Linked DNA regions of Gossypium hirsutum: region 1 is linked to region 2. The links are chromatin contacts, called in public Hi-C maps. All regions are on one chromosome and are shown on one strand. Each heading gives the region's core, a stretch centred on a gene start, on an enhancer-like site or on the middle of the called end of the contact. The rest is flanking DNA. Distances are from core to core; before and after follow the strand shown.

Region 1 (3,349 bases), core at 707-3,206, 58 kb after region 2:
AGCCTTTTAAAATGTGTTAAATATGAACTTCAACCTTTAAAAAAAATTCAAATTATTGTTTTTTTTATTATAAAAATACTTACTAAAATGTTAAATTTTTAAATATGGCAATCTGCATAATAATCCATGCGTACTTCATGCTAACTTTTTTTTAATTTTATGAACTTTATATATATATATTTAAAAATTTTAATTTATTTATTTATGTGACATATAAGATAAATAGTATCATGTCAACATAAAGTATACGTGGACTGTTATGTGGGTTTCCATACTAACATCATCAAAAAAAGTAATGTTCTAGTCAACATTTCCATTAAAAATAATATATTTAATACATCATATTATATAAACTTTGACAAGTTATTATTTACTAGATTTTATCACACCCATGATGTGGGTGAACGAAAATATTTTATATTAAAAAACGTACTAATAAATGATTATAAGTGGGATGGCAAGGGTTTTTTATATGGATTTGTTGGTCTTGTGTTCAATTTTCAACTGATTTTTTTTAGTTGTTTCATTGGAAAGTTATATAAATTTATGAAAATATTTTTATAATAATATTAATTACCCTTTAAAGTAATGGTATTTTAATAATTTCACAACTAAATTAGTATCGAATTGACTCGTGACACCAACTCAATTAATCAATAGATATCACATTTATTTATGTACTAGATTATAGTGTTGTGTGGCAAGTCCATTTCTCATCAGTGTAGGGTTTTCATATCGATCATGAAACAATGCACTGTGGCTAAATTTGGTTTGGCCTAATTACAAGATATAGCATGGTATATAGTATGATATAAAATGCAAAAGTGTGGGTAGGACCAAATCAGCGTCATGTTGTGCTTAAATTCAACTTTGCCATCTTTGAATTTTATCAATGCCTTTTGACTTAAAAGTATATATATTTGATAGTCCATATTTAGTTGCTCATATCTTCTTTTTGACAGACCCTCTTAATTGGCCTGTTTGATAAAGTTTTGATTTCAAAGCATCTGATACACCAAGTTTATGTACTTGCCCACTTTCTCTGGCTGAAAGAGATTTTTATTTCCAGAATGGTTAATTTACTTGATGGGTCCCTGTAATCCTTTATCTATAAAAGTGAACCTTTACTTTTGAAACAAATAGATAAAACTGTAAATGGCAATAAGATCGAATGTTAAAAATGTTGATTTGGTGTGTTTTAAAGTGACTTTTTTTATAATAATAATAATAAGCAAGCTACTGAGTCCTTGTTGCGTTTTAAAAAATATTGAATTTTGATTTTCTTTTCATGTTACTTTAAAATATGATAATAGTCATCTCCTTGCTTCAAATTAAATGTATAAAGATTAAATTGCTCGTTTTTATAATAGAGGGATTAATTTACTCAGGAAAAATTGGCGGTAATAATGACAAATAACATTAAAAATCTATGCTTCAATTGATTTAATATGTGCCATAAAATCGAAGAAAAGTAAAAAAAAAAAGATGGGTCAAATTCGATGAAAAATGGTTTAAACTAGATTTAAGTTTAAATAATTAATTTTGTTGTTAATAGTTTACAAATGAATGTTTATGTTATTATTTAAAGAAAATTATTGGATATATTGTCAATGGAGTTTTTAGACTTTTCAAGTAAGATTAGAGGTATAATAAAATATTTTTTTTAAAAAAACACATGTTTATTTTTTTTAAGTTGCTTGTGGAATAAATAAGATACATTGTGAGTGTAATAAATATTTACCCGTTATTTGTATTTTTCATTTTTATGAAATTTTAACATTTTTTACTATTAAATTAATTAAATAGAATATTGGTAGAAAATCTAACCAAGAAGGTAACGATATGTTGGTTCCATCTTTATTCTTTCCAATTAGCATATATAAAGCTTAACGAGTTGGGTTCCATTTGATTATTTGGCCCATGTAAATCAGCCCAAGTTATCATTCAGCCTTATTTATGCTCTCTATTATATAAATACATACATACACACAGGGATGAACCAGATCCATGAGGCCGATAAATAGAACCCAATGACTCCAACTCCTTTAATTTAACTTTTCAAATTGGACCGATGATCATACCCATAAATTAGACTCCTGAATTACATCAGTAAACTACGGCTCTTGAATTGGATTCATAAACAACTTGATTGCTCCATTTTTGACTAGATGAAGTTGTTTAATTACTTCTTGATATTAGAGGGTTTGATTGGAAATTTTCACCAAAACTAAACTATATATATATATTAAATCTCAAGCCTCAGCATAGTATAAGGGTTAAAACAAAATTTAACCATTATCTTATAATGTAAAAAATAAAACAAGGAAATTTAAGAAATAATAATCACGTATTTATCTCTAAAACTATTAGTACATTCAAATTACATATACTTATGTAATATTTTAATAAAAAATTAATAATATTAACTATTTTAACTAATTAATAACATTATAAAAATATAATCATCAAATAAAGTAAAATTCAAGGCTAATGGAAAGGTCAAAATTGAATTTTAACAACATTTCTCTAATGCGAAGAAGAAGAATGTAACCACGTGCCAATAGAAGGAAGGTCCTTGGGCCTTCCTTTTTTATATATATAGGTATATAGAGATTATTTCATCCACCTTATTAAAAAAGAAATAATATTTACAAAAATGACACTGATTTAAAAATATTTACTTAAATGATCTAAAATAAATAATAAAATTGGGTTATAGGAACTAGATGGCCAGCACCACTATTTTTTATTAAAAAAATAAATTTTTGAGATTTTGGACGTTAGATGACCGGCACTCATATTTTTTTTCAAAAATTTTTTTTGGAATACTGGCACACTGATGGCTGGCACCCCTTTATCTAGTTAAAAAAATTTATTTTTTGGAGTATGTGGTGCCAACCAGCAAATAGCCAAAGTCACTCAACAAAAAGGATGGAATTATTGCAACATTAACCCCTCCTTATTTTCTTATCTTTTTTATTTCCCAAATTGAGTGTGGAAAGTAAAGAGATACATATGAAAATACAGAAACTAGGAAGAGTTAAAATTATTTAAAATCTTACTAAGCTAGAGATGATATGTATAAGTGATGCTGTGGATTTATTCACATTATAAATTGATGAATATAGCTTCATGAGTATTGTCTAAACCACACGGCTTGGCCACATAGCCACGTGACCCCTGCAGTGTTGAAAAATTTTAAATATTTTTGAAAAAATTTTCGAGTTTTCGATTAAGTCCCAATATATATTTTGAGCCTCGGTGGCTCACATAAGGGATCGGTCATAAGCATACTATACCATTATAACCACAAGCTAGTGCAGTTGAACATAACTCTTTTCAATTAATC
Region 2 (3,183 bases), core at 344-2,843:
AAAATCTTTAGCTTTTCAGGAGATTAACAATTGACTGTCTTGTAGAATAAAAAGCTGGACAAATAGGCTTTTGTCATTTTGAGGCAAAGATATTTTCATTAAGGCAATTCTCCAGTCTTTAGCAACATATGCAATGTCAGTTTTCCTTGCTCCCAAAGGTGTTATTGAATATATGCAAACAAAGATTAGCAGAGTATGGTGGTCCGGTAAAGATCGGTGTAGATTTTGGACAATGCCTTCTTGGAAGAATTTGTGTTATACGAAGGGTATGGGAAAGCTCGGATTTAGTGACATCCACTTTTTTAATTTAGCGCTTCATGGGAGGCAGGTCTGGAGGCTCATTAACAATAAAGATACTCTTTTTTATCAAGTGCTTAGCTACAAGTATTTTCCTACTTGGAATATTTTCAACTCTAAAAAACTCGACAGAGCTTCATTTACTTGGAGAAGTATTACTGCTGTAGCTAATGTCCTCAAGAATGGTTTTGGGTGGCAAGTGGGATGCGGTGATCGTATTAATATCCATACTGATAATTGAGGGGTGGAAGGCTTAAATGGGGAAGCTATTAAACCAAATCTATTGAACCATAATGAAAATAGTGTTACAGATCTTTGGCATGTTGAGAGTAGATGTTGGAATACCTGCAGAGTTTGGGAGCTTTATGGCCAAGACTTAGGGGAGAAAATCTGTAACTTACCAGTTGGGGATGAGAATCACAACGACAGAATGGTGTGGTTTCACAATTTGTTAGGAGAATATAATTCAAAGTCTACTTACTCCTAGCTTCTTTTGAAGCAAATTGGGTTTGGTCTTCATAGGTTTTTTTTGGAGAGCGATTTGGAAACTTGACACCCTTCCTAAGATTTGTGTTTTCATCTGGGGAGTGGGTAACGAAATCTTGCCTACTAATGTCAAAATTGCCTCTATTCATCATGGTTTTGATCAAACTTGTCATAGGTATGGTGCCGAATATGAGACCCTTGTTCATGCCCTTAAAGATTGTTCGAGTTTGGAGGCTACTCTAATGCTTGGCTGTTTGGATAGCAGCATTATTTCTAAGGAGTACGATTGATGTATCAACTGGCGGGAAGATTTATTGAGAATTCTTGACAAAAAGGCTATGACAGACTTTGTGACCATGTTGTAGAATTGCTGGAACAATAGAAACAACTGTGTTTTCAAAGGTAAAGAAGATGAAGCGAAGGATATTTGGAATAAGGCCAGTATGCTCAGCAAAGATTTTTTCATCCATAACCTATTAAAGGTGCCGATGTTATCAGCCCAGCTCGACGTAAGAAAATGGGTTAAACCTCCGAAAAACTGCATTAAAATTAACTTTGATGCTTCTACTGGTAATAACAGAACTGGATATGGGGATATTATTAGGAATGAATATGGTTTTTTTTGGATGACGGTGGAGGTTTTAAAGATGTGCAACTGTCGTTTGAGGAGGCTGAGTGGTATGCTTTTGATGAAAGCATTAAGATTGCAGGTCGACTCAATATTAAAGGTGATGTGCTATTTGAGTCGAATTGTGCAGGCTTGGTCAACAAAATAAATGCCCAGAAAAGGGACCTGATGATTATTGGTGAACGGATTAAGGATAGTCTTAAGGCCTTAGTTAACTTTTAGTCTGCTACTTGTGTTTGGGCTAGTCGGTAATGTGTGCAGATGCTTGCAATTGGTTCTTTGATATGGATTATCCTACAGAAATCCATAATGTTGTAATTAGTGATGCTATTTGAATAAATTCAAACCTAACTCTTGTGGTTGTTTTTTCCTCAAAAAAATAAAAGTGTAATTGTGGGACCTCTTCGACAAACCATTGCTCCCTTTATACAGCCTTCCCTGGCTGCAAGCTTCATCAAAAATGACAATCCTGCACTACAAATTAAAAATAGATATGGGCTTCAATGATCACCTTGACACAAACCCCTCATTAGACTGAACTGTTCGCCCCTCACCCCATTCAGACAAATCGAATATTTAGCTATCCTTAAACAATTTTTGATTAAAGACACAAAAGACTCTGCAAATCCCATTTTTTGCATCACTTTTTCCAAATAAAGCCACTCCACCCTGTCATATCCCTTACTCATATCCAGTTTTAGGGCTAAGCTTCCATTATTGCCTATTCCTCTTTGTTTTAATGAATGCATTAATTCATAAACCAGTAGAATATTGTCTACAATGAGTCTACCTGGAACAAATGCACTTTGGCCCTTATCAGTACATTTATCAAGAACTTGTTGCAGCCTATTTGCCACTGTCTTAACGATAATATTGTACATAACTGTACATAGACTAATAGGCCGAAAATTCTTGAGATTGGTAGGACTTGCTACTTTCGATATAAGTACAATATTTGTTAAATTAATGCCATCAATCGGCTTTCCATCGTTTAAAATCTTGAGACAGAAATCACCAACTTCTTTTCCAATAATATGCCAAAATCCTTGGAAAAATTAAGCTGGAAAGCCATCACATCTAGTTGCTTTTGTTGGTCCTATACTTTGAAGTGCTGAAAAAACTGTCACTGGTTTACTCAGCATAATATTCATAGAATTTAAGATGTGCATACTGATTCCTGACAATATGTATTCAAGATTACCAACACCTCCTAAAGAGAATATGTTTTCACAATATCATTTAGCCACCTCATCCATTGCTCTTCTATCAGAAACTAGCTAACCATGTTCATTCTCTAGTTCTTCAATTTTGTTAACTCTTCTTCTAAGGGAAGCGAAATTGTGGAAAAATTTTATATTTCTGTCTCCTTCTTTCAAACAATTCAGCCTTGCCCATTACTCCAAATATTTCTCTTCTTTATCAATTTTCAAATTTAAATGGACTTTAGCATTGATTAAGCCAGCCAAGTTTTTAGTTGTTCTTTCCATTCAGTCAAGGTCTTTAATAAGAGCTAATAACTTTTCTGTCAAACCTCTTCTTAACTTCCTGATTCCTATAGCCCATTTTTGCAATCCTTTGCCAACCAAGTTTAATTTCTCTGTTACCCCTCCATTATACAGTATCCAAAGCTTTTTTACTTCCATTTCACACGAATCTTCCATAGACCACCACGCTTCAAATCTGAATTCTGCCGTTCTTTTAAACATCCCTTTGATTTTGGTTTGTAAAAACAGAAGGAAATGGTCCAAGAAAGAATAAGGCAAACGTCGCAT

Evidence for each region. Hi-C and Micro-C count contacts between places; a contact is called where the count stands out from the background.
Region 1: a Hi-C map of hypocotyl shows a contact between it and region 2, with 2.6 times the contacts expected there. The contact joins two enhancer-like sites. A contact is called at or near these places in 14 of 34 Hi-C or Micro-C datasets (callus, fibers, hypocotyl and 2 more).

Annotation. Positions count from the first base shown.
Region 1 is chrA09:59,300,290-59,303,638 of Gossypium_hirsutum_v2.1, forward strand. No RefSeq gene overlaps it. Among protein-coding and RNA genes, the nearest start is that of LOC107891814, 9.9 kb to the right of the region's middle. Within about 2 kb of position 1,957, at least 3 of the 9 cell types and tissues checked have an H3K27ac peak or open chromatin away from gene starts, as enhancers often do. A contact at or near this core is called in hypocotyl, where this site is marked.
Region 2 is chrA09:59,242,933-59,246,115 of Gossypium_hirsutum_v2.1, forward strand. No RefSeq gene overlaps it. Among protein-coding and RNA genes, the nearest start is that of LOC107888978, 8.1 kb to the left of the region's middle. Within about 2 kb of position 1,594, at least 8 of the 9 cell types and tissues checked have an H3K27ac peak or open chromatin away from gene starts, as enhancers often do. A contact at or near this core is called in hypocotyl, where this site is marked.